Regions from separate parts of the Mus musculus genome. Here region 1 is linked to region 2. A link is a contact called in public promoter capture Hi-C data. All regions are on one chromosome and are shown on one strand. Each heading gives the region's core, a stretch centred on a gene start, on an enhancer-like site or on the middle of the called end of the contact. The rest is flanking DNA. Distances are from core to core; before and after follow the strand shown.

Region 1 (6,399 bases), core at 2,993-5,492, 2.6 Mb before region 2:
TTTTATTTATGTGTTTTATGTGTTTGTGTGTGAATCTGTGTATGCTGGTGCATGCTGGTGTCTGTGGAGACCAGAATAGGGCATTTGATCCACCTAATATAGGTTCTTGGAAACAAACTTGGGTCTTCTGTAAGAGCAGCAAGTACTCTTATCTGATAGCTGGGATATCTTCCCAGCCTACTTAACTCTCTTTCTGACCTATTTTGAATTCAGCTCTATGTCCACCTTCGCTCATTAAAGATTCACAAATGTGGTCGTATAACGGAAGTACACAGAAAATCCTAAAAACGATGCTGTCCAGTTACTTGTTTCTGTTCTATCTTCCAATGCCCAGGACGCAGAAAAAGAGGGCGCTCCTGGATAACACAGAGAAGGGAGTGGACAAAAAACATCAGGCGAAGCTAAAAAATCATCATCAAAGATCATGCTTAGTACACAGCTTTGCTTTAAAACCAACCTGACTGTACCCAATGGCCTTCCGACATCTGTATTAAGTGGGAAAGATAACCAAAATTAAATGACTTTAATTGGAACAAGTTATTTAAGTGACTTCCTTTCAATTCCATAGTGGAACTTTAAAGCAATGCCAATTTTTTTAATTTAAGAAAATTAAGTTTTAATAATAATAATAATATAGGCACTTCCTGCCAGTATGTAAATGGTTAATAAACATATGGAAAGAAATAGAATTTCTTCAGGAAGCTATCAATTTGAATCATGATTCTATTAATACATTTATAATGACTAAAATGTGACAGGCAATACCAAGTGCCGACAAGATTGTAGAAAAAAACAGGTAGAAGTATTTCAGGAACTTCTGGTACAAGTACTCAAGGGGGCATTTAGTATTCTGTTATAGCTAAGCCTCTATATCTCATGAACATCATTTGATTCAGCTGTACCGTTACAAACAAATATGTATGCATGTCCCAAAATCTGGAAGATTGCCAAAATGTCCATCAATAGTAGAATAGGTAAATTGTAGACTGTATGCAATAGACTCTTATACAGAAACAACAGTAAATATACTAAGTAAAGAAGCCATACAGGAAGGAATTATCTTATAATCCCATTTCCACAAAACGAAAAATTAGCTAACTTCTAAGATCTGAGAAGAGTAAATATTGGTTGACTTTGGGAAATGGATGGTATATGAGCTTACTCATTTCTCTAACAAATACCATATAAAAGAAACCTAGGTAAGGAAGGGTGGATTGTGGCTCACAGGTACAGCTCATCAGGGTGGGGAAGTTACAAGACAAGCTGTGTAGTCAAGGGTAGCATTGTGTTTGCAGTCAGGAATCGGAAACACGTGGATTCTGGTGCCCACCAGGCCTCTTCCTATCTCCCTCTGGAAATGCCTCCCAGGCAGGCCCTCAGGTAGTCTCCTGGGAGATTCTAAATACCACCAGGGTCACAGTTAAGACTGGCTCTCAGATGGGGACAGAAGGAAGGGTTAAAAGAGATCCCTGCACTCCTGATCTGTTTCTTATTGTAAACATTTGGCTTCATGAAAGTATTCTCACTCAGGAGACTTTTCATACTATAACATTTAGGTACTTTTCTTTAGATGCATACACATAGTAAAGTATACGCCACTAAAACTCCCTAATACTTTATCAGCAAGCTTATTTTTACCATTTGTTATGATCTGACATTTGTGTCCCTTCAAAACTCACAGTGAAATTTATTCCTCCATAGAAGGGTAATAAGAGATGAGACCTCTGGGCAGTGATTCTCTGTGAGGGTTCTGCCTTTATGACTGGCATTAACAATGGCTTTAGAGAGCTGTCTGTCCTCTGTCTTGTAAAGACACAACATTTGTGCCCTTTTCATCTTCCTGTCATCTTGAAGACAAAGGAAAACCATCAGAAGACACTGACTCTGTTAGTGTCAGGCAAGATGAACCTGGTGGTGTAATAGTGGCGTGACTGTGATGGCAGCAACCAACTGCTTTCTGGTCAAATTTGAGGCCACTCCATAGAAGGGAATTCATAACTATACTATAAATCTGATGAAAAAGGAGTATGAAGGGACCATAGGCCCTAGAAAGGAATTGTTGTTTTTCTCATATTGCCAAACTCCCTTTCAAATATTTATGTTATTATCATAGATTCTCGAAACTTTCAACCTTGGTCAAAGATTTTTCTTTATTGCAGTGAGCAACATTTAATGCAGACCCATATCTGGCCAAAGTACTGAGAATAAATGACTTTTGAGCCCTAAATGGAATACAAATATCCACCCACCCCACCCATCTAATATTCAGAGAATATCGTGGAAGACAGGACAGAAAGGTTATAAAAGCCAAAGGATGAGGAAGGGTGCTGCGACATCCTAGCTTCTGGACATGGCATGGCCATTGTGCTCAGGAACTCACCGTAACTGTGAACGTTTCCAGAAGATCAATCCAGCGCGGAAGGGAGCTGTGCCTCCTCTCTTCTGCTTTCCACCAGACTTTTCCTTATCTCTTTCAGCACTAGCCTTGGCTTCAAGGTTACATTTTTTGATGCTTTTTTTTCTTTTCGTCCCAAACTGTATATTCCATATTTCTTTTTTCTATGCTTGCTCATTTTCACTGTAGACCCGTATATGAGTGATTCCTAGTAACCACACGACAGAGCCAGTACTAGGCTATCTTAAAATCTCCTCTGCTAACAAAGTAATTAAAAAAAAAAGTCTGTAGCTCAGTTGCTAATAGTGCTTCTCTGGGAAGCCTCTTGAGTTGGGTTTGCATAGTCAGCATTGCTCTCAGCTCCTACTAGGATGGCCCGTCAAAACCTGCTCACAGTAGCCAACTAGTTTCCTAGTCCAAACTTCCAAAGTCTTCCACATTCCTCAAAAAAACATGACCAAGCCTGTCACAGAAATAGCCTACCCTCTGGTGCCAGCTTCTGTCTTAGTTACCGTTTTTATTATAGTGATAAGACACCAAGACAGAGGCAATTTATAAAAGAAAAAATAATTTGAAGGCATTTAATTTGGAACTCACAGTTCCAGGGGATTTCGAGTCCATGGCATCATGGCAGGGAGCCTGGCAGCAGGTGGGCAGGTATGGCACTGGAGCAGTAACAGAGAGTTTACATCTTGATCCACAAGTCTGAGACAAAGAGCGAGCTAACTAGAAGGCAGAGCTTTTGACATCTCAAAGCCCACCCCCAGTGACACACCTCTTCCAACAAAGCCACGCCTCCTAATCCTTCCCAAACAGTTCTACCAACTAAGGAGCAAGTATTCAGATATGTGAGCCTATGAGGGCTGTTCTCTTTCAAACCACCACAGCATCTCACCTCCATCACCCTACCTTCCATAGGCAGACATCTTCAAGCACTGTCTCATCACATGCCTTACCCTTTGTCTCAGCAGCTACTTACATACTGAGAGCACCTCTCCCTATAGCAAACTCTCCTTCTGGGAGTTGTCTGATATTCCCCTAAAATTAGTTAATCCATGGGTTATATAAGTCTCCAGTCTCAACAATGACTCTCTGCCTTGTACTTCAGTTGTGTTTTTTCTTTTATCCTAATTATTATGCTCTTATGAGAGATATGAACTTTTCTAATGTAAACGAGCTTAGTCTGTCAGAGACACAAATGTGTTAACAGTGTTAGTATTGGAGCTGGGGCGATATGTCCATGGCTAAGTGCTTGCCATTCAACAATGGAGGTCTGAGTTTGAATACTCAGAATCTATGTAAAATTGAGTGCAGTAGCAGTGTGCATCTGTAATCTTAGTAGTCGGGGGATAAGATGAGAGGTTAAGACAGAAGAGAGAAGTTTGAAAGCTAGCTAGCCTGGCAAACACAGTGGTCAGCAACAGAAGACCATGTTTCAAACAAGTAGAAAGTAGCTCTATACCCAGAGTTACCCTCCAACTTCCATACACTCTTAGTTAGTGTTTGTTACCGCTGTCCATACATATGATTGTGTACATGTGCACACACGTACACACATGTATCACAAATTCACACAGATTTTTGGAATGTGCCACAAAAAAATTTACCATAGGAATTTACTTAAAATATCTACAGCTCAATATGCTCTTGCATCACTTTGACATGAAACAACTAAATAAATTGTGGATAATAATCACCATTGGGATGGGGCTCTAATCTAGAGAGCTGGTCAGACAATGTATGTGTTGCTGTCTTTCTAAGTAGGGCAGGCGAATGCAGCAAGCGAGCAGCTGACTGCTCTCCCCCTTCGGTCTTTATTCTCCTTTCTGGTCCCCTGGGTGTAACAAATGTAAAAGAGAGTCTTGGCAGTTATAGATAGACCGAGAGAACGGTCTCCAGGGAGGGCTCAGTTAACCTTCATTAGTCGCTAACTAGTGCTTGCAGGTTATTTCTAAATTAGGTTCCGCGGACTAGCGGCTCTCAATCTTTCCATGCAGAGTGACTGTTCTTGCTCATGTGAGTAATCCCTTAGGAAGCTGCAGCCGTGATGATCCACACGGGGGTGAGAACTAATCTCAAGACCGGAGGGGTTTTCAGGGAAATGGATTTTTTTTTAATGTCATTTTTCAGCTAGGGATATAAAGTAATGGTGTAGGGTGTCAGCCAATTAAAAAAGATCTTCCAAATTAGAATCAAACAAAATGCTTTCCAAAAAAGCCAGGGGTTGTGGGTATGGAAATCACGACCGGCAGCCATCAGGCGTAAAGTTGGAGGTAAACCGAGAATCTCCTTCCCTGCTTCTCTCAGATTTCACTGCCTAGAAAAGCAAATGTCAGGCTGCTTGGTCCAGACATAGCTTCTCTAGTTCACAGGACTGGACCTTTCAGGGAATCATTCCACTGCTGACAGAGGTGAAGGACATGCTTCGCTAAATTTGTAGAAAGACACCTACCTCGATGTCACATTCAATCTTCCTAGAGAACAATTTAAAAATATGAATTCAAGGGGCTGGAGAGATGACTCAGCAGTTAAGAGCACTGGCTGCTCTTCCAGAGGGCCTGGGTTCAATTCCCAGCACCTACATGGCAGCTCACAACTGTCTGTAACTCCCGTTCCAGGGGATGTGATGTCCACATACAGACATATATGCAGGCCTAGCTCCATGCGTATTAAAATAAATGAGTCTTTAAAAAATATAAATTCAAAGTGTTTAAGTGTACCTATCTTGAAAAATAGTGTATCTTGAAAGTTAAGGGTAAAAACTCAGCTGATCTGTAGCAAAATGCATCTATTTGGACCAGCAAGATAGCCCGGTGGGTCAAAGCATTTGCCTCACAGCCCTGAAAACCTGAGCTTGGTCTCTGGAACCCAAACCTACTTAATACTTAGTATTGATAAGCTTCATAGTTTCAATCCATTGAGTTTAGTTCAACAAAGTAAGTGCTTGCGTCCAGCAGAAGCAAAGCAAGTGACGGTTCCAATACACAATGGTCACTTGTCGTGGGAGTGCTCTGGGATGGCCCGTGGCAGAGGGTACTGTAGCAACATGGAGAGCAATCTTGAGGAGACTTGGAGGAAGCATCGGCAACTCTAAAATAAGAAATACGAGCATAAAATCATCAGGCCAGGAAAGAGTTTAGGGATCTGAATTCCAACCAAACAGTTTCTCCTGACATATAAACTATCATTTACTGCAGGATCCTTTTGGCATAGCAAATAGCACTGTCATTTACACTTGAAAACCATGCAATCAAGTTACCAAAAATGTCATAGTTTTTAAAATAAGTGTGTGAGTTTATGATTTTGTCCTAGGCTGCGCACAGCCCCATGCAGCCAATGGGCCACAGATTGGACATACCTGCCAGAGGATGCCTACAGGTGAGGCCAGAAAAACTTTCACTTAACCATGCAACATTATTAGATCCAGCCATGTTAGTCCGTAGACATAGCTGTCTTCTATCGCTCTACACAGTGGAGTTAACTGTGGACAATTTGGTATTGATTCCAAGGGTAAGATACCTGCTCTTCATCTGTCTTGGATGGAGAATGAAGGACCACAGTTGAGTGACTGAGGTGATGGTCTGAGTGTCTAGCTCTGATTTGTAGATATTTTCCTCCTAAGTTGAGAGGACAGTGTAACCCCCACTTTCTGTCTCTGCTTTTCTCCTAAGAATAGCCTAGATTCATAACAATGGAGGCCTGAGTTTAGGGTATGGGACTAAGCATAGGAGAGAATAGAAGAGAACGTGAAATCACTAGATGTGATCTGTTAGACCTGGTAACTATCTCAGTGAAGAAGAAATGAGGAGCTAGCCCTCTGCTGGGGTTTGTTTAACCAGTGGGAACTGGAGTCATTGGCTCAGATGGAAAAAGAAAGATAGGTCAGGCTTTGGAGGGAATGTGCTGAGCTATGACCTGGACACGTTGATTCCAGGAATATCTAAACAGAGAGAGCAATAAGGAAGCCAGATAGGAGGGGCTACAACAGGGAGGATCTTGTGTAG
Region 2 (6,422 bases), core at 358-2,857:
ACCACATTTTAGCGAACTGAGGTATGTTTGTCATACCCAGACTCTCAGTCAAGTTTGGAACAAAACGTTTTTCATCTGTTACATTCCTTTCTTTTGAATGCCAATAAGCCTTAGCAGCTGTAATAAGTTTTGAAGAACCAAGACTAGGAAGCAGCACCATGACATTAGCCGAGGGCCTGTACACAATTCTACTTCCCAAACCTGACTCTTAGGCAAAAAACCGAGGAGCCTAATAGCCACGCTCCCTCACCCATACTTACAGATTCTAGTGAAAAAAGCTAACATTTCGCTTACCCAAACCATTCAGTTCCCTATCTTACAGCTCATTTCAAAGTGCACCTGCCTTTCCTTAACCCAAGAAAAGGTATTTTCAGAATTGTATCCACCACCAGACCCACGCTTTTTTTCCTCTGGGCCCCAAGCCTCCTTTCTTCCCACAACCCTGTCCGCACCATTTAGTCCAAACTGCTCACCTTATTAATCCGTTTCAGCGCCATAGTCTGTGCTTTTCGCCGGGCTCCTCACTATCCCGAGGTGTACTCAAAGGTCCGGCCAAAATTCTTGATTATCCCGGCGGCGGGGAAGGGTTGTCTCTTCTTCTCACACCGGCTCTGCCAGACACAGGCGCCTTTTTGCAAAAACGGAGCAGGTCAGCGACTCGCCAGGGCCTCGGAGAAACCCTGCTGACTCCAGAACCCTGAAAACCGCCGCGATCCCGGCAGGGCGGGGCGGGGTGGCGGAGCCACCAGCTACCGAGATCCGCGCTTCGCCCCAGAGAGGGCGAGAGGGTGACGGGAAGCGCCGAGAGGTGGTTACAAGTTTAACTTCCCGGCCTCTTGAAAGGAAGACGAGCCCCGGGTGGGAGAGGAAGAGGCGGAGGAGAAAGGGGTGGGTGCGGGGCAGGGTCCAGAGCCGGGCAGAGGAGGAGCCGGGGCCTAGTCGGCGCTAGGCCGGCGTCACTCGGGCAGAGAAAGGCAAGGGGGAGGGGAGCGGGCGGCTCCGGACCGACGCCGGGCTCCTTTCGGTTTCGGCTCCAAGGGACAGCGAGCCAGCACAAGGCAATGGGCCCCGGGTGCGCTCCCGTCCCCACGGCGAGGGCTGTTCTGGGTCGCCCCTGACACCACCGTACTCTCCGCCTCGCAGCGCGCTCCTGCGTGCGCGCGCCCGCCCGCTCGCTCGCCCGCCACCTCGCCACCACGCGCCCGGCGGCCGCGGAGCTCCGGCGCGAGGACGCGCCCATGCCCCCTCCCCCTGCGGCCGGGCCCCGGCTCCGCCGCCGGCCTCTCCCCACCCTACCCCACCCAGCCGCGAGGGCTGCCCGCTCGGGCCGCCCACAGCCCCCCGGGCACCGCGCCGGCCCCGGCCCGTCTCCCTCCCCTTTCCCGAGCTGTCCACACCCACGCGTACAGAGGGCCGGGGCCTCCCTCGAGCTGCGGCCTCGGCCTCCTCCCCGCGCGGCAGCTGGTGCCTCCCCGGCCCTACGGGGCTCACGCGCACGGCACAGCCACAAGATGTCCGCTCTGACGGAACTACTGCCAGCTGCCACGCTCCGCCCCTCCCCCCGCCTATTCACCGCCGCGTATCCGTCCGCCAACGCCGCCGTCGCGAGCGCGGGGCGAGCCGAGGGGTTCAGGGGGGAGCGGTTTGCTTCCCTCGCTCGGGCCGAGTGGACGTGCCGCCCGCTTGCCGTCTCCCTGTCGGAACAGCACCTTCTCGCTAAAGCGATCGGAGGTCGGGCCGGGAGGGCGGGGGACGGAGGCGGGTCATGGGCTGAGGGGGAGGGTAGGCGAGTGGCGGAAACCCTTAAATTCAGAGAAGCATCGAGAACCGGAAGGAGACCTTAGGAGGAAGGTAATGGAAGCGGCAGCTGCGCGGTCGAGGCCCCACGCCCCTCCCTGAGTGGCCCCCCGTTTCCTCACTTGGGATGGAGGTGGCGGATCTCGCGAGAACCTCGTGGCAGGCTCGCAGCAGCTCCGGGTCTGCAATGACTTAAGGGCAGTTTTGTGCTCTCTTCCTGGCTCGGGACCCGCCCCCAAATCCGCAAGTTATCGCGAGATGCGCCGGCAACCCCCCCCCTGGGCTCTTACTGGGCGGGTCTTGCGAGGGAAGCACCGCCCCTGAGTGCTTATGCTAGTGGGCGGGGGAGGAAATGGAATTCCCCCGACCGGCCGGCCGTCGCGCGCCGACACGGCCCTCCCCCGGGCGTCCAATCGGGGAGGTGCTGTGGGCGGGGCCGCGGGGTGACTAGATGCCTTAGTCAAGGTGGAGCCGGTTCACGGCTTCTGCCGGCCCAGGTGATGGAGATTTCTTCCCGTGCTCCTCAGAGAGGGCTGAGCAGCGCGAAGAAGCTCCCCTCAAATTAGGAACAGCAAATTAAAAGATCCAGGCTGAGTGCTGATCGCACCGCCAAGTGCGGACACATGCGCGTTGTTAACCCCGAGGGGCCAATCTGAGAGCAGCGGCCTGCAGGGTTCTGCGTTTGCATAGCCTTAACAATACAGCTTTATTGTGATCGGATTGGGTAGAGCCTTAGGTATGGAACCGCAAGAGGAATATCCTAGAATCGTCTTTTCCTTCTGCTGTTTCAGTTTTTGAGCCCCAAAGTGACAAAATACTAGGGAATCGGTCTGGATTAAATCCTGGGGGTGAGATCTGTTAAGTGTGCCACTGCCCTGTTTTAGTCTGCCCTGCATAAAATGTAGAGGGCCGTTTGTCATCGAGAGTACTCTTTGGGTAAAAAGTAAGACTTTAACTTTTGAAAGACATTCAAAAAGATCAATATGTTTAGGTTTTCTAGCATCCTTAAACGACCCTACTTAAAGTGGAGGTCCTTCAGGACTACGTGGAAATAATTTGAATTTTGAGAACCTGTTGCAGGCAATATTCCGCAAGTAAAATGATAAAAGTCAATGTATAGCCGAAGAGTGACGGTGTATACCATAGGTAATATCACTGGAGCAGTTAACGGAATGCAGCTGCCTCAGCTACTCGCCATAGGAACCACCTGGAGTCTTGTTTAAAATGCTGATTTTATTTAGTAGGCCCGAGATTATACTTACAACAAGCAGCCAAGTGATAGAGATTACTTCATCAGAACCATTTTCTGAGTTAGTAAACCCTCAGTACTTACCTCGTGCCCTACGGGACACCTCTGACTTTCTCCTCCCTGAACAGCCCATTGTTCTCTCCTGGCTAACCAGTAGACACAAAGCAAAGAGCTAAGCATGGGGGTGGGAGGAGAACCCCAGATCTGAGTTCTTGCTTACGGCTTTCTATTTATGATAGTGGTCTGGTTCCACATATTATAGTTTTGTTTCTTCACCACCAAGTTAGATGTAATAATGCCCGCCCTTTGTCACTGAGTTGCTGTGTTTTAAATGTCATAATGTGAAAGGACACTGTAGGCTGTTACTGGTTATATCAATGCTGTTTTAAGATAGCGTACAAATAATGGGTTTCCCTGTGACAGTGTCATGTATATGTCACACTTTGTTCTTGTTACCCCCTACACACACTGCTGCTCCTCCTTGCTATCAGTCACAACTCAGCTATTTAACTGGCCAGAGAGAAATATGAAACATTTTGAAATATATGTATATATAATAAAATAGATTATATCTATGAAAATTATGTGCCGGGCATGACACTTGTTTTCTTTTACAAATGAAGAAACTGGGCACAGATTGCTATTACACCAAGGGGACAGAGCTATTAAGTGGGAGAAGTGGAATTTGAATGTAAGTATTCAATTTCAGAGTACTTACTGGACTGAGTCTTATAGAACACGAAGTTTTCTATTTGTGTTTTAAATTGACAGCTGAATTCGTTTGTTTGGCTTCTTTTCCCCTTTGTTTTGTACTTTCAGAAGCCAGGGTGCACAGATTAGTGAGGAACCTAACTGGAACCTACCAACTAGAAACTCAACATACAGGGAGGACAATGAAGTAACCTTCAAAGAAACCAGTTCCTGTTGCCCTAATCTAACAAGTTTCAACAAAGAAGTACACTAAAACTTTACTGCTATGCAATAAAGCACAGCAAACTGGGAAAAATTGTGGTCAGAGTTCTTATATCTAAAAGTATGTGGGCAGTTCAGTAGAGCTGTTGACCCTGCTCAAAATAATGTTTCATATGTGAAAACACCCTCACATACACTGAAATTCATACTCTAGAGTGAGACATTGGAAGTAGTCAGTTTTAAAGAAAAGCAAACATGGTATGAGTAATTTTAATAGACACTATACTAGGTCTAGGACTATAGGTCAATTGGTACAGTGTCTGTTTAGCATGCATGAGGCCCAAGGTTCAGTTCCTAGCACCTATGAACAGGAATGGAGCCGCACAGCCATAATCCCAGCACTTGAAGTTGAGTGGGGCTGGGGGTTGGAGTGTCTCCTTACCTTGTATCTAGTTCAAGGTCTGCTTGAGATGTGTAAGACCCTAACTGAAGAAATAAAACACAGTAGGGTCTAGTTGGTTAATAAAGACCCAAACTTTGAATTGATGATAAGGTAAATGGTGTGTCTAGTATTTATTAGAATTGTAATGTGGTGATACAAACTTACACACATGAAAAGTAGGTTTGGCTAATACTCTGTGTTTATCTCCTACATCATTAGTTGAAGACATGCAAAGTGATTAGGAAAAGATAAGATACAGAATTTTAACTGGGCATAGAATTGAAGGCCTGTAATCCCAACCTTTGGAGGTAGACGCAGAACCTAAGAGTTTGATGACAGGAGTTGGAGAGATGGATGAAGAGTTAAGAACTCTTGTTGCTCTTCCAGAGAACCAGGTTCAGTACCCAGCATCTTCATGGTGGTTCACAATCATCAGTAACTCCAGTTCCAGTGGATCTGATGCCTTCTGGCCTCCGTGGGCAACAGGTATGCATGTAAGATAGAAATACATATTAAACACACACACACACACACACACACGCACACGTAGGTAAAACATTCATACCATAAAAATTTGAGGCCAGCATATATGACTACACTGTCTAAAACAAAAAAAAAGTGTACCCTTACTCAATATATACCATATACAGAATAAAGTATTTATATGAATTTCTATTTGAAGTTCATTTGCATATCCTGCAAAAAGGTGATTTGAAGCCTAAGTGAAACAAATATGTGGTTTTCATAAAAATACAACTAATTTTATACTCTAATTTAAAATATCATTTTGTAAGGTTGAGTGAACTTCCTTCAGGGAGTTGTATTTGGCTGGGCGTGGTGTCATCCCTCTAATTCTGGCACTGGGGAACGGAGGAAGGAGCGCACCAGCTAGAGCCAACCTGGGCTATGGAATGGCATTGCTTTTAAACGGAAGCTGTGCTTCATGTTGAGAACAGTATTTTGACATTAAATTGGTAGGGTTCAGGCTGTAATGAGCCATGCACAAATCTTTGTGATTAAAAAATAGTGTTTTTCTCCATACAAAACATATATATAAATGTTCATAGTAGTTAAATCATAACATTCAAAAACAAGCAACCCAGATCCTTTCCAGTTGATTTAGGTTATTCATCAATGAAACAGAATTGCACTGAACAGAAGAGAATGCTGGCATATAGTAGCACACACTTGTAATCCTAGGAATAAGGGAGGATCGTGAGTTTTAAGGTCGGCCTGGGCTACTCCTGAGGTCTAGGCCAGGCTAGATGAGGTATGCAGAAAGAAGTGGGAAGGAAAACATTACAAGCCCATTTAAACTATTCGTGAAGGAATCCCAGCAAACGAAAATGGAAGCAAGAAAGCTTTTTTTCCTTTTTTTGGCATGAATATACTTTCTTATACATATGTGTGTGCACACAATTAAGCAATCACCTTTCTTACTGCCATCTTATACAAGACTTATTAGCACTTCATCAGTATTTTAAATATTGTTAATTTCATCGAGTAGTCCAGTTAGAAGAAAAGTAAATATTACTCAAGGGCCTTGTCTGGGGAAGGGACAGTGCCCCCAAAGCAATATGTAAAATACTATGATGCCCAACCTTGATGGAACACTCAGCTTGACTGGGTAGAGGGATGCCCACATGGTTGGTAAAACATTATTTCTGGTGTATCCATGGTATGTTCTTGGAAAAGCTTATCCTTTGAATCAATGAACTGAGACCAAAGACTGGCCTCAACACAAATAAGAAAATTTCAATCCATGTAGATTCTGAATAAAATAAACTGGCAGAGGAATGGAAATTTGTTTCTTATATTCACCTTCTCTGGCCCTCAGATGGACACCAATACTTCTGGATTTCTGACCTTTGGATTCACTAGGAAGCTTTTATTGCAGTCTCTTCACCCCCCCCCCCCACCCCCCAGGCCTTCAGACTACAGCTGAATTCTGCCACTTGCTCATCATTTAAGCAGCATATTTTCGGACTTTGTGATCTCCAAGATAGTGTCAGAGCCATTTCC

The links. Promoter capture Hi-C pulls out the DNA fragments that hold promoters and counts their contacts.
Region 1: a contact with region 2 is called in a promoter capture Hi-C map of pre-B cells. The contact joins the enhancer-like site here to the promoter of 4930539J05Rik in region 2. A contact is called at or near these places in 3 of 39 promoter capture datasets (cranial neural crest, liver and pre-B cells) and 3 of 115 datasets of contacts at active chromatin or transcription factors (astrocytes, embryonic stem cells and microglia).

Annotation. Positions count from the first base shown.
Region 1 is chr3:138,014,919-138,021,317 of GRCm38.p6, reverse strand. It overlaps Gm19708 (a long non-coding RNA gene), which reads right to left. Exons shown (of 4, transcript XR_867665.2): 4 at 4,993-5,485. Among named protein-coding and RNA genes, the nearest start is that of Dapp1, 37 kb to the right of the region's middle. Within about 2 kb of position 4,242, at least 10 of the 459 cell types and tissues checked have an H3K27ac peak or open chromatin away from gene starts, as enhancers often do. A contact at or near this core is called in pre-B cells, where this site is marked.
Region 2 is chr3:135,433,850-135,440,271 of GRCm38.p6, reverse strand. 4930539J05Rik (RIKEN cDNA 4930539J05 gene) reads left to right here and starts at 1,607. Exons shown (of 3, transcript NR_030689.1): 1 at 1,607-1,851; 2 at 3,670-3,737; 3 at 3,866-4,052. Ube2d3 (ubiquitin-conjugating enzyme E2D 3) reads right to left here and starts at 1,146. Exons shown (of 7, transcript NM_001356597.1): 1 at 474-1,146. The coding sequence starts at 497.